Linked DNA regions of Zea mays: region 1 is linked to region 2. The links are chromatin contacts, called in public Hi-C maps. All regions are on one chromosome and are shown on one strand. The core of a region is the stretch at or near the end of the contact, and the rest is flanking DNA. Distances in the headings are between cores, read along the strand shown. Region 1 holds the start of LOC103633061 (GTPase-activating protein gyp7). Region 2 holds the start of LOC542005 (anther-specific protein 3).

What was found. A called contact is a pair of places that touch in the nucleus more often than the background predicts.
Region 1: a contact with region 2 is called in a Hi-C map of tassel, with 3 times the contacts expected there. The contact joins the promoter of LOC103633061 here to the promoter of LOC542005 in region 2. A contact is called at or near these places in 5 of 25 Hi-C or Micro-C datasets (bundle sheath, ear, leaf and 1 more).

The regions. Positions count from the first base shown.
Region 1 is chr7:147,945,799-147,952,869 of Zm-B73-REFERENCE-NAM-5.0, forward strand. LOC103633061 (GTPase-activating protein gyp7) reads right to left here and starts at 5,650. Exons shown (of 5, transcript XM_008654744.3): 1 at 5,149-5,650; 2 at 4,119-4,254; 3 at 3,878-3,927; 4 at 2,366-2,419; 5 at 131-1,903. The coding sequence starts at 5,375. The coding sequence ends at 664.
Region 2 is chr7:147,777,038-147,783,469 of Zm-B73-REFERENCE-NAM-5.0, forward strand. LOC542005 (anther-specific protein 3) reads left to right here and starts at 2,911. Exons shown (of 2, transcript NM_001111653.2): 1 at 2,911-3,339; 2 at 3,495-3,751. The coding sequence starts at 3,015. The coding sequence ends at 3,499. LOC100274090 reads right to left here. Exons shown (of 10, transcript NM_001148469.1): 8 at 5,959-6,102; 9 at 5,329-5,385; 10 at 3,867-4,193. The coding sequence ends at 4,080. It overlaps LOC100193125, which reads right to left and starts at 885. Exons shown (of 6, transcript NM_001138285.1): 1 at 38-885. The coding sequence starts at 185.

The sequences.
Region 1 (7,071 bases), core at 4,400-6,899, 170 kb after region 2:
CCATCACAGCGAAATTAAGGAACTGGTTGTCTCAAAAAAAGATACTAATAATCAAACTCAACACTCGTTCAGTTTGGTGTCGGAATTCGGCAAACTGGTGGTGAGAATTAAAAAAATCGGCCAGAGAGAATAACCAACCTTCTGACTTATGATATAATATTAAAAAGAGACCAAAACATTGACCATACTATTTCTACTAATTAACTCCCAAGTGCGGATGCATATAAAATTAACTCCCAAGTGACTTCCCAGGAAACTCTGTTTTTGCCTATAAGTCTATAACACGTTAACCCCTCACTACACGGGAACACAAGCAATATTTCAGCCTTTTTATTGCGAGGGCACTCTAAGTTACAACATTCTCTATATCTAGAATTGGGTTCTGTGGTGGGAACGAATAGCAGGTAACAGAATACCACCATTTGGCCTCCTTAGGGCTTGGCCGTTTCACCATTAATCCATGTAGATTGGGTGGTATTAAGTCGGTTTAAATCCATAGCAAATAAAAATCTATCCTAATCCATTCCAATACACTCCAATCCATGTGGAATTGGAATAAACGAACAATGCCGTAGGTGGAAGGAGCCTCAGTTTCTTTTTTTTCTTTCCTTTTGTTGAGGCTTAGTACATCTGTTCTACCATGAGGGCCGAGAACAGATCAGATCAGATTTTATCATGAAGGTTAACAACCAGGTCATGTGCATCATCTAGCAGCCTCCAGACGTCTAGCTGCCCGGCCATGCTATTGCACTCTCGCAGTATCTCGTCCATGCTGCTATACTTCTCAATTATCAGCTTCCTCCTCTGCAGGACGCAGGCGGCGATGGCGTAGAGCAACAGGTCGTCAGTTGGGGGAGCACGCAGCCTTATCCTTCCCCAGGTGGACCTCCCGATCCCGGCTCGTATGGCTGCCTGGTCAGCCCACATAACCTCCCACAGGCACACGGTTTGCTCAAAGGTGAGCTCTCGCCTGAACAGAACCACCACCATTCTGTACACGAAGAAACAGTCCTCGGCCTGCAACTTCTGCAGATGCCTATACAGGTGCGAATCTTTGCGCTTGATAATCTGAGAGACAATCTTCAGTTGCCTTCGTATTCCAACCTCGTCGAGCCTGAAGTTGTGCCTTGCTTTCCTCATGAAACCCACGAAACACCAGAACGCTTCATCGTCATCCTCCATCACCGCAATGATAGGTGACAACAGATCGCTCATGCCTTGGCAGTAGCCAATCTCTGGATCGTAGACCGCATATGCTTCGAGCAACCCAACTAATCGAGCTGCATGATAAATCATACTGGGCTCCAAGTGCTCATAGTCTTTCAACCCAACAGATGCTGCAGACTGCAATGCTCTCTCCTTGGGAACTTCAGACTGGTTGCGGGAGAACAAAATCCATTCACTGTTTGACCGGATAGCATCCAACCTTATGATGCGCTGCCATGTGGCGAAGTCCTCTGATGTTCTGCTAGACCTAAAAAAATCTGCCTTGAATGAATTGCTCATGGTAAATTTAGTATCTGGGTCACAGTTCTCGTCGCCAGACACAGAAATCCCTCCAGGGTCATCCTCATCAGATGATTCAGAATCAGACGATTCTGACTCTGCTTTGCATGGATATGCATAAGCTAACTCATCTGCATCTTCTTCCATGCATTCAACAACATCACAGAGAATGTTGTCTGGTTGGTCAGCTTCATTCTGTTCAGGCTTCACCTCCTCGAGTGAAACAGGAGCACGTATAGCATTGGCATCTTCAAAACAAGGTGATTCTGATCCTTCAGCAATACCATCTAAACTAGAACACTCATCACTATTAAGTTCAGTTATTGCCTTCAACCCATTTCCCTTGTAGCCATTCAGAATTTGTTGGCACTGCCTCCTCAGCTTTTCATACTGTTTCCTGTACCAAAGTCATACCAATTAAAAATTGCTACCAGATCACATAAGAAAAGGGCAGACACAGTGCCAGAGGCTCCGACATGGGGTCTGGGGAAGGGACAAACCAACGCAACCCGTGACCTGGTGAATCAATGAGACAACACTCACCACTGCACCAGGCCTGCCCTTCTTAACAGATCATATAAAAAAAACAGTACGTGAATGGCAATAGGATGTCCTAGTTTGATTTCCTTTCAAACTTACAATATTAACCTCTTATGAATTTACTAAAGAGAGAAAGAAATCAATTAATGCTGTTCAAGTGCTACATGATATTTCTTAGTCTCACACTCTTGCTTCATGGAAATATGGGCATGGTACATTGAGCCAAATGAACACTTGCAGCATAAATCAGGTACCCAAACAGATCTATAAACATGTGCCAGTTATCACCAAACAAAAGACTAAACGGTGAATATATTACCTTTTCTTGATCTTGATAGAGTTCCTTTCCTCTTCAGAGCTATTCAAATCATAGCTGCAGATACAACATGAAAGATCAATCCACATGAACAAAAGTTCACAAAGCATAACATAATAACCACATAACAAAACTTTACTTTCTCGTAAATGGCCAAATATGAACAGGCTTGACACCATACAGTGCTGATAATACTAAATGTATTATGTGCTTAAGTTAGATCATTCAGCAGCAGGCATAAACTAAGGCTATTTTGCAAAATCACATTCCCACAAGATAGATTACTCATATTCCCCTCACATAAAAAAATGATTCATATTCCAGGTAAGGCAGCCAGAGTACACTAATTGCTTGTTCTGAATTTCAATATCATCTAATTGGGGGGGGGGGGGGGGGGGGGGGGGCAAAATATTCACATTACAATGATGGACATTTATATTCTTCTCATTTAAAACATGCACTACACAACCCTACATTTACAAGCCTCAAATACCCAAACTGTTTACTTTTAACTCCGTGCTTCTGTACCTCAGAATCCACCAAGGTTTTCATTAACTTGGAAGTGGTTTTACATAGGTAATTCTAACATACCATATCTATATTTTATAGCTTTGTCAGTTTTAAAAAGTTATTTTTACTGCTGAATGGACAGCTGACAGTGCACTTGCATGTTAAAACCACCACCATGTCACCAAAAGACGCTGGGGTTTCAGGTATAGGGAGCAAAGTAGGCGGTTTTGATAAAAAGGGCATAAAATATCTGATATCATAGTGCAGGTGGTAAATTAAACAAACAAGAAAATTCTGGAGGTGTAACTTGGGACTCTCCCAAAAAAATACAACAGAATGCTCCTATGCTCTGTTTTAGTAGTTAATACTAAATAAGCCAACTTCCTAATATAAATCTACAAAATTCCTAGTTTCCAGTGACAAAGATAAGAGTCACAGACGTAGCAGCAACCACTGTAGGCAAAGCCATACATACGAATACCGGTTGCATGTGCACATGCACAGCGAAACATTGCGTGAGAGAACTGTACGCATACATTGTAGCATTCCATTTAAGTTACATTTCTAAAAAGAAAAGTATTTAAATTTCAGCTTTAAACAAGGGTTTCTAAAAAGAAAAAACCTGCCACACAAACAGGTACTTAAAACCTTGGAATTTATTTGTACAGAGTTCAAGATTGATCTAGTTAAAAACAATTACTAGATACAATTTATACAGCTAGTTTGCACTAACCAGTAATGCATTGAGGCTCATAAAATCTGAACTGATACAAGTGATACCGATTCATAGAAAAGCAGTTATTAATTCGCCTGGATTAAAATTTGAAGGACAAAAAACGAGGGAATTGACACTAGACCAATAATTAACAAGGTGATACCTTAATCAAATAAGTAACATGATGCTTTGGAAGGTATTGACATGCACATGTGTACTGTTAAACTTGCACCCAAAAAAATCATCGGTTATAAATTTACAGGATAGGTAAAAGAGATCAAGTAACTCACACTCCTAGTAGGAAGGGCCAAACTTCAGCCCTAATGCTTGCTTCAATGCCCTGGTACAATAGAAGAGGGGCATTTATGTCAGTAATGCAGTTGGACTCTAAGATACAAAACACTTCAATAACAGAAGAGATAACAACATGACTGTGTATTTAACTACATGCAATAGATAGCCAACTATGAATCTCTGATGCAACCTATATCTGGATGATTTGGATGGAAAATGAATAAACACTGCACTTACACCACTGCGAACTTTCTTGAGAAACTTCCTTCCACCATCACGAAGCTTCCCATTTGCTGAAAACAAACTCTCCCACTGTTCACGAGAAAGTGCTCGTTTTCTTTTCCTCCGGGACCATGGAGATTTAAGACCACCCCTGTAAATATATAGGGTATATTCCAGCAAATGGTATACTCAGTCAGATAGATCAACAACAATAATGTCAGCATGTCAACTGAGAGATTAAATCGACAGTAACATGCTTCAGTATTACATGATGCACACACTGCATCCACTGGTCTATCTAAAGTTCACATCCTCATTATGACATCTTAAACAAGATTTGAACATACAATACTAAACTCAATACAGCATGTACAAGAAATAAACCGAGTTACAAAAAGAAAGATTCGATGGAATAGGTTGATTAGTTTATCAAATGAACTTAGCACGGGAACAACTTCCTCTAGTTGCTTGTAAATAAATGGGCACTGCTTATGACAGTCTTATTGTCCCTGGATGAACGAACTGGAAACAGGTTAGTGATAAACAACCAGACACGACATGCAAGTCTAACATTATGAACTATAGCTTGAGACTGCACAAGGTGTGATGTTACTCCCTAGAGGTGTCAGTGATCTAGAAGTAAAGCCACATAGACCTTGATTAGATTCAGAAACACGAGGGAAGCATCATGTCACAAGGAACACAACTGAAAATAACCACACTGACGTTACTAGTTCATGGCCTTGACAACCTATTGATGGCACAGTGGATTCACACATGCGTGGAAGTGCACCGAGCAATCAATCCACGCACACCTCTACTCTATGATGCAATCTAAATCATTACTATATCAAGAGCACATAAAACACCCTAATTTGAGTACCTAGGCCCCATTGACATCACAAATTACAACCAGCAAGCTCGTGCAGGGTGCACAGAACTAGATCAGCAGCAGCCAAATGAACCTCATGTAACAAGAACCGAATATGAGGCACCTAAAATCCTAAAGGCGCCGCCTTTGGCCAATCGGAAGGGAGAAACCTACCGCTCCGAGTGCGGCGAGGACGACGCCGGCGAGGAAGAAGACGAGGCGGCCACCGCAGCCGACACCACAGCCACCGCGCTCCCAGCCGCAGCCGCTGCGAAGGAGGAGGACGAGGACGAGGACGCGGCGGCGGCGAGGAGCGACCGGATGTGGATCCACGATGAGGACGGAGGGGAGGACGCGGCCGTCGGCGAGGACGAGGTGCTGGATCGCCGCAGCGCCTTCATGTCCTTCTCACTCTTACCCACCAACCCAACAGCTGCACTCCGCTAGCACCACCACTCTGCCGAGGCCCGCCACCGCAGGACCTCGCCGCCGGCGTACGATCTCCCGCGCCCTGCTTGGCCACAGTGCTGTCCGATTAGGTTTTTCTCTAAGCTTTTAGCAACGGGACACGGGGGAGAAAGTGTAGGGACTAGGGAGAGAGTCATATGACGCCAATAAAGGGGGGGAGAGAGAGTCAGAGAGTTGGAGTGGGTGCAGTGCGCGTTTGGACGGGCCCTGTTGGAACCTGCCATGTGGGGTCTTTCATGGCCGTGTCGCTGCGGGGTCCATAGGTCAGTGAGGGTATTAGATGATAGACCTACCGCTTCCCGGTTTGGGCCTTTGCATTGTACCAGTAGGACACTCAACGTTCCAGCATTGAATTATCAATAAAAAAATGCTCCAGCATTTAATATTGCCTTCCTGAAATTTTAGAAGGCTTTCATGGTCAACTATCGATGAAGTTTATCCGATTGGGAATTTGGGATACAAGCGGCAGGTGGATCTTGATTCTGAACCAGAACCTAATCCGTACTAGTATTGACCACTGAGAATTTCAGACGGAGTATTTGGGCGACCAAATCCAAATCCACGCGGTTAATTTGGAAGCAAAAAAATCGTCCTGAGAAAAGATACCAGGTGAATTCATGCGACCACTAGACATTTATTAGCCGTCTTATCTTGATCTGTTTTATATCCTATAAATGAGATATATCTTTGACCATTTCTACGTTAGACAAAAAAAAAATGAGGTTACCAAAGGTAAACGAGACGGGTTGACTTCCCTAGACGACACGTTTAGCTCGTGGAAAATCATAACTTGGCCGTGCGTCGGATGAGCGCCACGCAACCCAAAAACGGGTTTTGCTTTTGAAAAAAAACACACGAGAAGCTTCTACTTGCCGTGGACCGACGCTTTTGAACCGGTCGTGAGTCGTGACACGGTTCTAGAAACGTCACACTGGAACGACCATATAATTTAATCATATAATAGTCCATGATGCATGCAAAAATTATAGTCAAAATGGATTGCAAATAATTGTTGGCAGGTAGTGCTGCATAATTTCCATAAAATTCTTAAGGACCGGCCAGTTTAACACAACTCAGGGCAGGCCGGAGGCAGATTTAGGGACAGGGTATTTTTCAATAAAATAAAATGCATTTTTTTATAAAATACAATAAATTCATAATTTAAATAAGAATTGTTTCATGTCTCATCAAATTAAATAAGATAGGAAACAGATAAAATATTCAAATTGACTTTTATTCTGCGATCTTTCATGGCTTCATAGTGTCTAATAACGTTATTACCTTTAACATGTAAAACGAAATCATGCTCAATAAAAAGTAACCAAAATGAAGTACTGGTCGTCCATTCTATTTCTCATCAGGGTTAAGTCAGTGCCGCTCAACGGTCGGCTTTGGCGCTCGACAGTGTATTGCTCGGTGTCGATGCTTATCAAGATTCCTGCACTGCACAGTCGCGCCCTGCTGTGCCTCTTGGTAGTTATCTCGCTGTCGCGCATGACCAATCGCTCATTGCTCGGACGCTCCGCCTCGGTGAGCTGGAGATTGTCGTCGATTGTGAATTGTGTTCCGACAACTCGAGAATGACAGCTGCTTACGGGGTGAGGTCTCGAGGAGGGAAAAGAGAATGGG
Region 2 (6,432 bases), core at 1,661-4,160:
CACTTCTGAATAAGGGGGAGATTCAGAGAGCTGTTACCGGCGACTTCTCTGGTGTCGGCAGCAGCGTCACGCGTGTTCTCCTCCTCCTGCAGTTGCCTGGCCAAAGCTTCGTCAGACACCACCCAGGCTTCAATCTTGTGGGTCTCCGAGGATATGCGGACTGAATAGGTGGTTGGAGTGGCCATTGATGGATTTGCAACTCCCCTGCAACGATTTAGCGGCGAAGACGAGGATTCAATCGAGTAGATGAAACCTCGTCCAGCTTTTAAACATGTTCAAGCGATTGTCTGAACTGTGAACTGATTAACATTTGGATTTCGAGCTCATGATTGCAGTAAAAATATTTATGTCTGCAATGTCTAGCGTCTTCCAACAGAGATCGAAGTCTGACATCGCGTCGCAGGAAGGGCAATTTACCACCCAGAAGAACCGTACCATCAAACGGTGCTACTAAAATTGTACTCCTGCCAAGAACAATCAGAGCTAAAATACACCTAAATCAGTTCCGATTCCATCGAAATCAGCGCGACTAAAGTTCGCATGGAGGTTCTGTCTTCCGTTCTGCCTCCCAATTGGCACTTGACCAAGCAAAAGAAAGAATTTGGGACTTCTGTTTCCGATCAAGAAACCAAACATACAAGAGACAAAAAACAAACAACTTTACTACAGAACAGGAGCGCCCGCCGAATCACCCAACGACCGTCTTCTCGAACGAACTGGAAGGAGATAGCAGTGCGTACCTCGCCTCCTTCCTCCAGATCAGCGGAGAAGAACGGAGTGACGGATCCGCCGCCTCGCCCTCCCTCTCCTCCTCTCTATCTCTCTACCTCGGAACCTCTACCTCTCCCCTTCTCGCAAACTGTGTGGTACTAGTCTACGAAGCAATTTATGCAGCCGACGTGAGCCGCGGTCGCTCGCAAGTCAAGTGATGTAGACAACTTCGCTGTCTTCCTTTTTGTTCTTTTTTTTTTCTGTTTCTCGGTGACCTTGTTCTTGTCTCAAGTCCTCAACTATGCAACTGCTTCATTTTTCATATCGTTCTCGTTAACTAAACTCGATTTTATAAGCCCTAATCCGCAGGATAAGCTACGGATGCTGTAATGACGCATCTGGAATTAGCTGTCCATGAACACGTCACATCACCTTGCAGCGTTTGTTTAGCAAATTAAATACTAATAATGTGCTTAGGTTGCTAGCCTGCTAGGTTCACTCACAAGTGGCATCAAGGGGAGTTGTAAACTCACCAAACCGGTGGCAGGTCTTCGTCGCACAGATAGTGGCTGTGGTGTGGCTCACAGCGCACGAGCAAAACCAAGAGGTACGTCCAGAACAGTAGCTTCCAGGTGATGGATCTCGCAGGATTTTGGCACTCAAACCCATTTCGACTGCTCCTCGAGTGGCTGTTGTGCTATACGTAGCCATCAATCGTACCCAATGGATGTGTTTAGATGTAAAATTTCACCTATATGTCTACATCTGTTCCGTAAAATAATACCCTCTTCATTCTAAAATAAAATTCGTTTTACCATTTTAGTTGATTCATATAATAAAGAATGTATTTATTTTATATATGCGTCACGATTCATCATCCTCTATTTAAATGTATACGTAAAAATCAAGAGCTAAAACGACTAATATTTTGAGACGAAGGGACTAACAAAATGAATCTGGATCTGACTTTTCACTTACGGGAGTCAATAAACCTTAGAATACTAACTTTAAATCTTTTTTCACACATGATTTTGGTGATTACCAAATGCTGGTTTTTATTACTTCTCTTTAAGTCTAATGCTCATTAGATGTTTAAACATATACTAAATTTTATTTTGTCAAGTGTGGCTGTTCAAACTTAGAATTTTACTATTGTTTGGCCTGACTTATATAGTTATGTTATGTTTATGCCACTGGAACTGAATGGAGTTCTTTAAAAGATGTGAACATATGAAAATATGAATTGATATTACATTATGAACTATGTGTTTCTAAAAATTATATGTGGTGTGCTTCAAAATAATTATATGTGTTCTATATTGCTATTTACGATGCTTTTGTTTAATTATTTGTAAATTTCTATTTGCACCCCTCTATTTACCTGGTGGATTCAATTTTTTTTATTTTTCTAGACTTTTTGAAAATTTTAAAAAAATAACACCGACCAATCATGTAATGCCAAGTCAGCTACCGATGGTAGATACCAATCAAGATAGGTCACTAACCATGCGTGCTCCAACACCGTGGTCAACATCGACTGGCCTAGTCTCACTTCAGCCGATAACAATCACGGCGATCGCTCGGCAACTCCATCGATCAGTCGGTCATAGTGAAAGTTAGCTAGAGGAGAGATGAATAGACAAAACCTAAATTACAACTTAAAAACACAACTCGATCTCAATATTATGGTTAGAACAATATAAAGATTAGCTCCGATGAAAGGAGCGTTCAACTTGCGGAATGTTGATTGTATTTGTAGACCGAGGTACTACCGCTTTTCCCGGTTTCCCCCCTAGCGAGGTTCAGTTATTCGTACTGTACATGTGTTGGGCCATGAAGCCTCGTGATAGCCAATGTGTGTCGCCAACTCAAAGCGCCGCCTCCTTGCTGGATGGGCCGCGATCGTCGCGATGCCCGCCGCATTGGCCCAACACATCGCGATCATGGCATCTTGTTTGTTGCCGCTCCAAACGTCAGTCCAACCGAGCCCACGAGCAAGTTGCGTACGCGACGCGTGTGTGACACGTTCGGTGGCTCACACGCTTGCGATGCAAGGCGCTCCTCCATCCAAACGCGCGGCCGCCGCGCACGTAGACGTAGGTGAGCAACGCGAGGCTCGCCGCCGTCGCTCTCGAGGCCACAGTCACTAATGAACGCCTATAAATCCCGCCGTTAGCGCGCGCACACGGCACACGCACACCGCGACCCAGTCCAGAGCCAGTACGTGCGAAGCAGCACGCACGCTGCTGGTCCGCGTACGCGAGACGACGGTCAGGTCGGCCGGTGCTTTTCAGTTTGGAATAATGACGGCGACGACGACGACAGCCGCCGGCGGCGGCAAGGTGCAGCCGCGCGGCCTGCCCGCGGCGCTGTCCCTGCTGCTGCTCCTGGTGTTGGCAGCGGGGCTGGGCGGTGGCGCCGAGGCGCAGCAGACGTGCGCGGGGCAGCTGCGCGGGCTGGCCCCCTGCTTGCGCTACAGCGTGCCACCCTTGCCGGGGCAGGTTCCGCCGGCGCCCGGGCCGGAGTGCTGCTCCGCGCTGGGGGCCGTGTCCAGGGACTGCGCCTGCGGAACGTTCAGCATCATCAACAGCCTGCCGGCCAAGTGCGGCCTCCCGCCAGTCAGCTGCCGTAAGGCCTCCATCTCTAGTTATTTGTCGTGCTGATCCGCCATGAATGACACACACTGCGCCATGCCGCCATCCGCCACGCATGAAAAATGTGTCTTTATTTGTCGTTTTTTATATGCCGTGCTGATGATTTGCTCTTTGCTGTCATGCGTGCAGAGTAATGAGCTGATGATAGCCAGTGCGATGCACTGGGCAAAAGGCAAGGGATCCAAACACGCTGAATAATAAAAGGCCACCGGCGTCGAGTCGACTCGGTGTCCTCATTCCGTCATTCGTAGTGAATGCTAAAGCAAACTCTTGAGGGTCGCGTGCCCTTTTGCGATCTTGTACGCACACGACCGGCCTGTGGCTGTGCAATGTGCAACATCGCTTTGATTCAAAGAACCAACAATAATACAGAACCCACTCTGCACAGCAGGGCTCACTGAAACGAATCATCATGCATGCGTAGGTATAAAGTATCACGCATATATATAATAACGTAAAGCATGCAAAGCGCAATGCGTCACGACACATGGCGCCACAAAAGAATTTTTAACCTTTCTTCGACCAACCCAACCAATTTGCATGCAAAGCGCAATGCGTCACGACACATGGCGCCACAAAAGAATTTTTAACCTTTCTTCGACCAACCCAACCAATTTGACAGACCGAGTTTTCACTGGCGATATGGTGCAAGTATTTTGTGTAAAATTCTCCTGCCCAGCTGTGGTATCTCTAACCATGCCTAACGATTATCCTCTACCCCGTGATCTGCTCTAGAAACAGGGCTTCCTGCTTGCTTGTTAGGCCAAGATCACTGAATGATACGTCACCCTCGCTGTTGGTAAACGTGCGCCTTGGGTATGTCCTCACCTGCATGATACGAAATGTTGAAAAAGGTACAAGGCTGGGCGGATTTAAACAGTAGAATGAAAAGGTGCCACAAGAAAACTCGTCAAAGAATTGACTACGCGTCAATGTTCCATAGTTAAAAAGACTTGAACTCTGGATCAGGGACTTTCAAACAAGGATAGCTGCCTGGTCACCAGTCATTAACTGTAATGTAATGGCCATAGATGATGCATGAGTACAATAATAAAAAAACACCATCCAGCCAAATATATACTCCCTGTCACAAATGAAAATTCGTTTTAGATAATTAGTGGATTCATACAATATTTGTTTTATGGGTGTCTAGATTCATCATCCTCCATTTGAATATAGAAAGAAAAATCATAACTAAAACGAATACTATTTGGGAACGGAGGGAGTTACTATTTTGCCCGAATGCTCCCAGGAAAGCACGAGTTTCAGGGCTAGTTTGGAAGGCTAAACCTAGGGAGGGAAAACCCCCCACATGTAACTAAATATCTTATTCAAATGTTACCCCTAGGGATTACTCACCCTGGGAAATGAGAAGGGTCCCAAGGGGATTTCGGTTTCTATTATTTTTTCTGCAAACCATTTCAGAGCAATGATATGAAACCAACCTAACTACTTATAACATTTCTTAAGAATATCAGACATAGGAAAGTGATGGCCTGGAAGCAAAGTAAGACTGATAGATAAATAGATCACTAGAATAAACCCTGACAGTTCATAGCCTTCATAGAAGCAAAAGGAAACACTACGGGAGCAATTGGTTGCTTGCACTAGCAATTCACTGCATTGGGTCTAATGCAGGATAGACTAAGCCAGCATAAGTGTGCACAATGTGTTTGTGTTTGGTTGCCATGTTATAAGTAAGTTGCATTTGCTAATATAATGTTTGGTTAGTTGGCTGTTTTGTATTTCTTGTGATCACCCATGCTTGTTGTGGTGAGATTAAACTCTCACGTTTAATGCTACAGAAGCATCCATGAGACAATGAAACATCGCTCAAAAGCCACGTAGTAGCATACCCTGACTTATGAATAAAGCAACTCGATCTGATTTATTTGAGAAAACAGGAAACTGACAAGTTATTTTTAACACAAAATTTCATTAAAAACGAATGGTAGACAATTACCAATCTGTAGGTCCCTGGCTTGCAAGTCCTCCCAATGTCTAAGAAATCAAATAGGAACTGCAGGCAAGCCAGCAAGAAAGTATTAATCACTGGATATAAAATATAAAGAAAAAAGAAGGAAAGACGGCTACTCGGCTAGCATATGTTTTTGTTAGGGGTGAAAATGGATACTTATTCAGAAATCATTTTTTGATCTTTTTTCTTTAATTAGGAATAAATAGGATATAGAATATGCTAAGCAAATTCATATTCTTGTTCTTAGCATTGGGCTTGTAAAGATTCATAAAAGGTAAATCTCAAATTTATCATATATCTTAAATGGTAGATATAAAATTCAGATACAAATATTTTTCAACTTTTTTGCTGTAGGGAACAAATAATATAAAAAAATTTATGCACAATTCTATTCTTATTTGTAATAATGTGCTTGATAACATAATAAAAGATTACCATCAAATTTCACACACACACACACACACACACCCACCCCCCCCCACACCCCCACGCACGAGCGCACACACACACTATATGTGTGTATATATATTAAATATTGAATTTATCCTAACAATTTGGATACCCACTTTCATCCCTAGTTTTTGTTCTGGATTCAAGCATCTCAAAATTGTTTACCTGAAGTTTATCAGTTTTGAGAAAGCGGCGCCCCTGTCGACTACCATCAGGCATTCGGACTACAACTGTCACAGCACCCTCTGCGTCTGGAGACGGTTCCGGTGGTAATGATGCTTGCTTCGAAGTGAGACTGGACTCTAGTTCCTATTTAATCAAAACATCAGGGACAACATGACAAATAGTAGTCAAATATCCAGGCAAGAAAAAAAACCATAAACAATGAAAATACTGATCAAAAGTCCTGTTTGGATCTCCTAAGAAAAATGAGAATGAGATCCAAACAATTGGATTCTAGAATCCAGCTATCTATCCCAAACCCATTATTTGGCGAGATTTTCACTATGCAGAGGCAATGATCACTATAAGAATAAGATTCAAACACCCACTTATTATTTTTTTAATCCAGAAACCAGATTCTACATTCACTATAGAATCCAGAACTTCAATATGGGAATGAGATCCAAATAGACCCTA